Linked DNA regions of Sus scrofa: all the other regions are linked to region 3. Evidence: chromatin contacts called from public HiChIP or PLAC-seq and promoter capture Hi-C data. All regions are on one chromosome and are shown on one strand. The core of a region is the stretch at or near the end of the contact, and the rest is flanking DNA. Distances in the headings are between cores, read along the strand shown.

Region 1 (3,099 bases), core at 180-2,679, 150 kb before region 3:
ATCTTCCACCAGAGCCACTGCCTCCTCTCCACTTTCTGGACATTGCTTTTGTACCCAATTCTGGATCTCCCCAGGTAAGATGGTCAGGAACTGCTCTAGCACCAACAACTCTACAATCTGCTCCTTGGTGCGCACCTCCGGTCTTAGCCACCGACAGCAAAGTTGCCACAGTTGGCTGAAAGCCTCCCGGGGCCCAGCTACCTCCTGGTAATGAAATCTCCTGAAGCGCTGTCGGAAGGTCTCAGAGTTAGTGCCAGTCCCTCTCAGGGTGGGTTTGGCCATCATTCACAGCAGAAAGCGGCTTTCCTCCATTTAAGGGTCTAGGTTCCAGGGTTTACACCTATCTTCCATGTCCTTGAAGAATCACCTGCAGATGAGTCTCTCTCTGTAAGAAGAATTTCCTCCTAGGGTAGAGAGAGATGGCACTATCAGAAGGAATACACTCATATGTCTAAAGTCTTGCCAGAGCTGGCCTGACTTCCCCTAAGTTCTGCGTGGCCATGTGAGGTAGCACCAACTTCAGGGCAGCAAGCCAAAACTGAGCATGAAGGTGAGAGACCATTCAAAAGCTGCATTTCTGGGCGACTTCCAGGGCAGCCCCGGGGAAGCAGCAGAGAATAAACTACTGACTGCTCCTCTTCCACCCCTCCCCAAGTCTGACCCATTGAGCTCCCCTGGCCAGTGCTGCATAGTGAGTTCAAACCGTAAGGGAGACCTAGAGCTGAGAGGTTTTAAAGGCATGTCACCACCCCGAGGAAGGCAATAGAAAACCCTCTGTCCAGCGGGTCGCCTCTGATCTGCCCCAATACTTCCGCCGTCCTTCCCCAAACCCTCTACGTCCGCCCCGCCCCCTCAGACTCCACCACCACCAATTTCTACCCCAAACAAAAATCAAGTACACAACACTGGGTCTTTGTTTTCCCTCACAGCAGAAGTAATCGCTCAGTAAATATCCGGGAACTACTGACGGGAAATCTCGAGCATTGAGAGAAGTTGGTTTTGACTTCTGAAGCGAGGGCCAGGTGGACTTGGGGAGAGTCACACTGAGTTGGTGGAAAGAGGGAGTCCGAGGGGGCAGTAGTCATGTGTCTCCTGAAGACGAGCTCGAGTGCTGGCCAAGCGCTCCGAGGGCTGCGGTATTCGCGAGTGCGGAGCACAGCTCAAGGAGCGGCGGGTGCGGGGTTCCGGCCTCTTTGTCTTCGCTTTCTGGCCAGGTCACTCTCGGAGCGGTAAGGAGTCCCTCCAGAGGCTTCGGACCGGGGCTAAGGCGCCCTGAGAGCACCCTCTGGCCCACCCCTAGGAGCTTCTCCCACTCGGGATACCCCTCAATCCGCTCGCATCTCTGCCCGTGGGCCAGCCTCACCCACTCGAGGTCTGGCTCCAGCCGGGACTCTCAAGCCTCCCAGTCCAGTTCCCAAACCGGAAGTGAGAGCAGGCGACTAGGGCGCCACAGACGCATGCGCAAGGGCAGCTGCTTAGACACCTCTCGCGGAGCCCCGGCGGGAGCGAGCGAGTGGGCCCAACCGAGCACAGTGCACTTCCGGGACGCGGCTCGCCTATCCCTTCCCTGCTTCCCGTACGCTCTCCGCAGCAGTTCTCTCAGCGGATAAAGTCTGGAGGAACCGCCCGTCCAGGAGGCCTGTGCGCGAGTAGAGAAAGGAATACGCGTTTCCTTGGTCGCCTGGTGAGGCTCTGGAGAAAGGTGCAACGGATATAGGGACCGGAGGTCCGCCGTGGAAATGATCCACGAACTGCTCTTGGCGCTGAGCGGATACCCAGGGTCCATTTTCACGTGGAACAAGCGGGGTGGCCTCCAGGTACAATCCGGCTCAGAGCGCGGGAACTAGCGAGCAGGGAATGGGTGGACCTGAGCCACTGCGTGGGGGAGGAGCCTTAGGGGGCGTGGCTTGCAGAGCTGAGGCGGGGGCGGGGGGGCGTGTCCTTGAGCAGGTAGCTGGAGGGCTGTGCCGGAGGGGCCTACCACGGTGTAAACACCTTGAGAGGTTTGGGCTACGCTGGGAAAAGGAGGGCAGACTCCTGAAAGGCCCTGCCTTGGGGAAGAGGAGGGAATCCAGGGCTGAGCCTAAGGATGAACTATCTGAATGAGAGTTGCTGGGGAACTGGATGTAAAAATGAGGGAGATGCTTTCTCCCATCTTCACACTTGCACTCTGTTTTAAGCTGTTTTGAAAATTTGTCCAAATACGTAGTATCTAACACAGAATACGACTTCAGTCAATTATTTTGAATGAAAAAGTGAATGAGGGTGTTTCCCTCTACTCCTTGACCAGGAAATTTCTTCTCCAGAAGAATTTGGAGGGAGGCCTTCATGTAACCAGGAATGTATGAGAAGGAGGGGCCATGTACTACATGTATTATCTCATTTAACTTCACAACCACCTATCTCCGTTTCACAGATTAACTCTGGTGTCAGGTATTAGGCAGTTAATAATTAGCAAACTTGGTCTTGAACCCAGATCTGTCTGGCTCCAGTATCTGAACCACTCTTCTTTTCTACTTATGCTTCCAGTAGTATTATCTAATCATCTCAACAACATAGCAAGTTAGGTATTGTTAGCCCCAGTTTACAAATGAGCAACTTGAAGCTCAGAGAACTTTATGGTGGCTTGTAGTTTTTGGGTTTTTTGTTTGTTTTGCTGCACACACCTCATCTGCTGCGTGTGGAAGTTCCTGGGCTAGAGATGAAGCCCATGCCACAGTTGCCACCTGCTTTACAGTTGCCGTAAGGTCGGATCCTTAACCTGCTGGACTGTAAGGTAACTTCCTATGGTGGCTAGTCTTGATAAGGCAGGATTTGAATCTATCTGTATACAAAGTCATGCCTGTGTCTATAAGAATTGGTAGTATAGGCTGTAAAGAAGCAGGAATATTACTCTCTTGGTCTATAAAACATAAATTAATCAGATTCCTTTTGTTGTTATTTATTTTTTACTACAAAACTAGGACAAGGCATATAGGAGAAGAATATTCAGGAAGCATGTATGTGTGCTTGATTGAAGTAGAAAGAGAGAACACACTATGGGAACAATAACAGCCTTTTTTTCTTATTTAAAATGTCTCAATTGGATATTTTCCTAAA
Region 2 (3,062 bases), core at 152-2,651, 190 kb before region 3:
CAGAACCTGAGTATCTGAAAGTCTTGTCATGGTGTGATAAAGGCGTCTATCCCACTGAGCTCCAGTTCCCCAACTACATACTTGATTGCCTTTCCATTCAAAGTCACAGTATCTTGAGAGCAAGTGAAACTTGCTCACTCGGCAGTGCCGCCCCTCCTCTTCTCCAAACCCTCCTGCACTAAGAATAACGTCTGGGCTCAAAAGGACAGAGGCATGGCCATATCTCTTAAGGTCTGGACCCTGGCTATCACTAGTGACTACACGAGCAGGGATGACTCCGGAAGGGGAGGCAGGATCTATCCGAGGAAACGTCTCTGATGCTGGGAACACTACAGTTTGGGAGACAATGTCTCCCCGAGAAGCGGCCAGAATGAAATAGTGGGAGCACTTCAGATGCCACTCCTCAAACTCGTCAAAAGGTTCAAGATTTTCTACGCGCCGGCGTTCTTCTGCGGGGAGAAAATGGCGATAAAACTCATTCATGTCCAAGGCACGGCAGGCAGTCCAGCCGGCCTGGAGAAAGCGCTGCTGCTGGGCCTCCGCGTCAGGAAAGCGGTCCAGGCCATGCAGGGGTGAATTCAGCTGCCGAAAATGTTGCTGCATGAACTGGCCGAAGGCGTCATGCGGCCTCATCTGCTCGTAAACGACAAAAAGCGCATCAGAAAAACACTGGGCGGCCCAGGCGATGAGGGCCGCGGCATTATTCGGCTCGAGGTAGGTCAGCACGGCCTCAGCCAGGAGCAGAGTCGGTGCGGCCGCGTCTAGGCCCGCGGCGGCCAGTGCCTGGTCCAACCGCTGCACCTGCCGCAGGTCCAGCCCCAGGATGCGGTAGTCCGAGCTCTCGAAGCATAGCGTTGACCCGGCGTCCCCGCGCCGGAAAGGCCCGGTTAACGCGCACAGTTCCGGCGTATCTCGAATCCTGTCCGCTTTGCGCCGCGCCACGTCCGGAAAATCCACCTCCCAGACTGCAGCCCCGGGGAGGCGGCCCGCAGCTTTAAGGCGAAAATACAGCGAGTCCGAGCCGGCGCCCAGAGACAGGATCTGGATGTGGGGCGCGCCGAGAGCCGCGCGCGTCCCCTCCAGGAATGCGCATACGCAGTGCCGCATGGCGCGTGCGCGGACGTAGTAGCCGCGGTGGATCAGCGGCGCGCGGCGCACGGACGCCGGAACTAGCAAGGCGGCAAAGGTGTCGTGCACGTACCCGCGCGCGGCCAGGGAGCTCTTGCTGAGGGCGCTGCTGTCATTGGTACTCTGCACTGCTCCCGCGCGACGCTCGCGGCTCCGCGGGCCCATGGCCTGGAGAGTCAGGAGCGGCGGTCCGTCACGGTGGTGAGCTGTCCTTTCGTTCTATACTACCTACCTCGCGGACTTCTGTACGGAAAAATCACCCTCCGTCTGTGCCTCCTCTTCCTTGGACACGTGTGCGTCACTTCCGGGAAGGGTGCAGCTCCCCGATCAGGACTGAGGAGGGTGCAGTTTGTGGTGACAGTCCGCTGTGATTGACATTCCTTTGATTATCCCGGACTGAATCTTCGAGGGAAGACTGCCAGATGCAGCTTATTATGGACACGTGGACTGTTTCTGGGAAGCGTGGGGTGTCGCTTTTCTACAAGCTTTCCTGTCTGAAGTGAAAAATTTACCTAAGTTCTAATAGAGTTCTCAGCTGTTGAGGAAAATCTTTAAGAGGTGAGTCTCTGGGGACCGACAGACAGGGTCTGCGTGGAGTGACTGGTAGAAGTGAAGCAGAGCTAGAATCACTGACTGCGGTGGGCGAGGAATAGGGGTCTTTCATCAGATATTAACTATGAGTACTTAGTAAGAGATCTCATTTAAATCTGAAAACAAGTCATTGAGGCCAGGTGCAAAATGAGGAAACCTTTACAGAGGTGATTCACCCAATAAGTGTTTCCCCACAGATGTGTTCTATTGATTCCCTTGTATTCCTGGCTCTGTGCTAAGCTGACACTAAGGGAACCACTCAGCCTCTGTTTCTGAGCTGTAAAATGACATTCCCTTGCACATTCAAAGTTCTATCTTCTGGGACAGTGTTGAATATGTCTCCAGGAGAGAGAGTCATGGAAGAGAGGTGATTATTCCCTTTTGATATGGTCTGAGTCTTGGTGGTTTAAAATAATCATCAGGTTTCTAATTTGGGTGTTTGGGAGTCATCACCAGTAGGAAATCGCTTGCAAAGATACTTAGGGCATTTGTAACTTATTAATTGGGATTTGGTGACTGACTGTAGGGGCTGAGATGGAGAAGGAAATTAAGATGACTGTAGTATGGTTACCTTGAAGCAGTGTAGCACAGTGGTGAAGGACATGCGTTTTGGAGTCCACATAATTTGGATTTGGATATTGGAACTGTGTCATTTAGATTTGGTGTTTTAAGAGCTTGTAATGACTTTAAGGAGAGCAATTTCTGTGGAGCAATAAGGGCATAATTCACTGAATGGGAGAAGGAAATGGAGGCAGCTCAAGGAGTTAGTTTGGAAGGGAAGAGGGCAGTAATGAAAGGAATGTGGGATAAAAGAAAGTTTGTTTTAATTTTTTTATGTTAAGGTGGAAACAGGTACTATGCTTGCATGGTGGTCCTCTGAGGGAAATTAGCCAGTTGGAAAGAAAGATTGAGGAACAGAAAAGTGAAGATTAACTAGTGGAGGAACAACTGGAATAGATAGGAAGTAATGGGGTCCTGGGCACAAATTAGTCTTGGAGACTGGAGAATAAATCTTCTTTCTCTGATTTATGAGGGAAGAAGGGGTATAGATAAAGATAAGTTTAAGTGTGAGGGAGGGCAGAGAGAAACAGAGAGAGTTCATGCCTGATGGCTTCTGTTCTCTCTGTAAAGCTGGTGGCTGGGTCTCCTAGAACACTTGAGGAGTTTGGAATTACCTCTGAAGGGAGTGGGAGAAGGATTCCCCTGAGCCTTGCTGGGTTTTCAGATATTCATCTCTAAAATGAGATTGTGCTGCTTTGTGGGGTGTCTCAGTGTTGATTGAAGGTCACAGGGGGGAAAAAAGAGTTGTAGAACTTGACAAAAATATACATAGTGCTGTAGAA
Region 3 (3,134 bases), core at 175-2,674:
AAATGGTGGGGTGGAGGTGTAGCAGAGCATTGTCTCATGTGTCATATAGGGTGAGGCATCCTCACCATCTTATGTTCTGCCGGTACTATTTCCCCCTCTCTGCTATAAAAGGGATTTTCAGGGCCATGTCAAATTTTTTTAATTGAGATAATTGACATAGAGCATTATGTTAGTTTCTGGTAGGGCCACGTCCAAATCGCAGAATGGATTGGATGTTTTGCTAAATATATGTCCCATGATAGGAACTAGGATTGCTGCGAGGTACTTAAAATGCAGACACTATCCAATCCTCCTCAGGGCCTCCGGAGAGGAGGTGGATCAGAACACCGCTCACAGGCAGCCTTGCTCAATCAGGTACTGTGCTCCTCTTCCTTCATTATACCATTCGGAAACTGTAAGACAAATGAGACCCAAAAAAGTACTGCTGGAGCCCTAGGGTTAAAGACAGGCTCTGTCTGATACGTATACATACAGAATGACTCAGTATCCTGAGTAAAAGAAGACACTGGAGTGCAGAGTAGGTAGTGGGGACACACTGAGGAATGGGGGAGGGGTAGACTTGCAGACCGCACCACTTGTACAAGGATGTTCCAGTCAGTCATAAAACAGTGTCAGCCTCCTTAGTCTTCTTTCACATCCCCCGGCTTTTTGCATTTTGGAAGGGCCAAGCCCTCTCTTGGTTCAAACATTGTCCCTTCTGTTTTGAGAATTCACTGGGGAAGTAATACCATTGCCTTCCAAGGTTACCCAACTCACTGTGTCACATTATTTGTAGTTGGGAAGGTCTTGCTTGGGTTTACTGAAACACCCCTTGCTGCAGTCTGAGCTCACTGCACTCAGCAGAGATGGAGACCAGCCAAACACTATCTTCGGAATAACAACTCACCAGGGACTCAGGGCCGGAAGGTCATTCTGTCCCTCTGATACTGCACAGCTTCCCAGTGCACACCCAGGGCCCGAGGCTATGAGGTCAGGAAAAAAAAAAACAAACAAACCCAAATTGTGTTAACACCAACATGGAAGGACAGAAGGATGCAACATAAACTCGAGGCAGAGAGGGACAAGATGGCTCCCCTCAGTTCGGGTGAGGCTGCGGAATTGCCAGATAGTACTTTTCCGGGGAAACATCCTAACTAGAAGCTTCTGGTGCCGAGGTACTAGACTCGCCCCTCCACCCGGTCCCTCAGATAACCCACTCCTACCCAAGTCGGAGTGAGATCTCTCAGGAAAATGAGTGGGGGCGGAGTGGGACAGCCACCAACCCCCGAGCCCCTCCCCAGGCCCAGCGAAACCGCAGAGCAGAGCTCCGCGGCCCCTTCCCAGCCGCTGCGGCGCCAGTGCTCCGCCCCCTGACAGGCAGCAGCCAATGAGCGGCTCCTGCCGCCGGCCTTTAAGAACCGCGCGCACTCTCCCAGCCGCCGACGCCGGCCTTGCACTCCAAAGGAGTTTCCATGGAGACCGAGGCTGGGCCCGGGCGGCCTCGCGGCGTTGCCATGGAGACAAGTCCCGGGCTAGGGCTCCGAAGCCCCGGCTCTCCGCTGGCTCAGAACCCCGCGGAGCCGCTGTACAAGGCCGGAGCCGCCGCGGCGGCAGCACGCTGGGACCTAAGGAAACACTCTTTGCTCATTGTGATCGGCGATATCGGTTCGGAGAGTCAGCTGAGGGCCGTGCGGGCCCACCTTGAACAAGGTGAGCTGCTGTCCTGGATGCTCTCGGGACATCCTTCATCCCGTGCTTCTTTGCCATCTGCATCCTCCAACCGTAGTGTGCTTTTCTTGAGATCTGCGCGCCCTGTTATCTGAATCATCAGCCCCTGGCCTGTCACCTCCATCCTCTGTGTCACACATCTGTATTCCCCCACCCCAGCTGCCAACATCTCGCTTCCCCATCCTTCCCGCACACCCTGTGGTGTTCCACAAACTCCCTGAGGAGGGGTGGGGAGCTCTGTGTACTGCCTGGGGAGCCCTTTCTAGTTGCACCCCTCTCTCCTGCAGTGTCATGGGCCAGACGCCCTAAAAGTCCTCACCATCCCCTGGAGAGTCCAGGTCCCTACCTTAATTTCTTCTTTAGGTTTCTGAACAGGCACAGGGTGCTTTCTGAACGCCGCAGACAAATCTCAAATATCCCAGTGCCAGCGGCCAGACTGAGAGTGACCTTCGTGACCACAGGCTTCTCAGTCCTTCATTGCCTGTGGCGCAGTGCTGCGGAGCCACCTGCGGGTGGAAGCCAGCCGCGGAGGAGTGTAGGCAAGGAGGGGACCACAGAAGGAGAATTTAGAAACCTACCTAGCTGTATCCAGAAGGAAGGGGCTCTTGGGTGTCATTTCTATCTCACCTGGTCAACTCTGCAAGAAAATTCCTACATACAAACTTGTTAATGACCAAATTTAGCCTAAACTCTGCCCTTCTCCCTCTGGCTCCAGCAAAGCCCAAGAAAGGCACAGGATGGGAGACAGGCAAAGGTACTAGCCACCCTTCTCAAAGACATCAGTGAGGCTGATCATAGCAATTGCTCTTATCCCTTCCTTCTCCTTACCCCTTCTGTGAGTTTGGAAGTTCTCTCAGAAGTCTAGTCCCTCTGACCTTATCTAGGTCCCTCTTTGTTTCTTTTTCTCTCACAGGCATTCTCTCCTGGAACATTGACTTATCATCCATTGACTTGAACCAACAATTGAGACTCTTCATTACCCGGCATCTAGCTCACTTCTCCTCAGAGGTCAAAGGTTAGGATTAGTATCAATTTGTCTCTGTCCTTTGGGTGAGGGCTGGTCACAGAAGATCAGAGGTCCAGTCTTCCAGGCAGAACTGGCCTTGTGGGAGGATTGGGTGGGGAGGAAGGGAGAGACGCCTGAGGGGAAAGTTGTAAAGCTCCCATAGCTATCCCTACATACCCGCACACTGCAGACAGATGGTATGATGGTGGGGGAAGCCTAAAGAACATAATTTCTACCTCAGAAGAGGGTAGTTTTATGAACAGCTGTTGACATGCACTAAGAGAATGAGGTATCAATCATCTGTGTAAAAATTCGCTCTTTTTTGTGTGTATTCCCTTTTCTGTATACCCTGGCCTCCTTGCTTCCCTTTACAAAAGCCCTTGAACCCCAGACTCACCTTCCCAGCTTCTTGCTTAGCATT

What was found. Promoter capture Hi-C pulls out the DNA fragments that hold promoters and counts their contacts. HiChIP or PLAC-seq counts read pairs in DNA pulled down with a chosen protein or histone mark.
Region 1: a promoter capture Hi-C map of fetal liver shows a contact between it and region 3, with 2.1 times the contacts expected there. The contact joins the promoter of ZSCAN29 here to the promoter of MAP1A in region 3. A contact is called at or near these places in 1 of 5 promoter capture datasets (fetal liver) and 2 of 47 Hi-C or Micro-C datasets (embryonic fibroblasts and epiblast stem cells).
Region 2: an H3K27ac HiChIP or PLAC-seq map of skeletal muscle shows a contact between it and region 3. The contact joins the promoter of ADAL here to the promoter of MAP1A in region 3. A contact is called at or near these places in 1 of 47 Hi-C or Micro-C datasets (heart right ventricle) and 1 of 2 datasets of contacts at active chromatin or transcription factors (skeletal muscle).

The regions. Positions count from the first base shown.
Region 1 is chr1:128,082,395-128,085,493 of Sscrofa11.1, reverse strand. ZSCAN29 (zinc finger and SCAN domain-containing protein 29) reads right to left here and starts at 1,429. Exons shown (of 7, transcript XM_005659684.3): 1 at 900-1,429; 2 at 1-404. The coding sequence starts at 285. It overlaps TUBGCP4 (gamma-tubulin complex component 4), which reads left to right and starts at 1,455. Exons shown (of 18, transcript XM_021096979.1): 1 at 1,455-1,817. The coding sequence starts at 1,740.
Region 2 is chr1:128,124,030-128,127,091 of Sscrofa11.1, reverse strand. It overlaps ADAL (adenosine deaminase-like protein), which reads left to right and starts at 1,401. Exons shown (of 10, transcript XM_013993097.2): 1 at 1,401-1,686. It overlaps LCMT2 (tRNA wybutosine-synthesizing protein 4), which reads right to left and starts at 1,418. Exons shown (of 1, transcript XM_003353380.4): 1 at 1-1,418. The coding sequence starts at 1,293.
Region 3 is chr1:127,935,242-127,938,375 of Sscrofa11.1, reverse strand. MAP1A (microtubule-associated protein 1A) reads left to right here and starts at 1,424. Exons shown (of 7, transcript XM_005659678.3): 1 at 1,424-1,689; 2 at 2,621-2,722. The coding sequence starts at 1,452. It overlaps LOC100736659 (a long non-coding RNA gene), which reads right to left and starts at 1,350. Exons shown (of 3, transcript XR_301013.3): 1 at 1,203-1,350; 2 at 887-962; 3 at 1-392.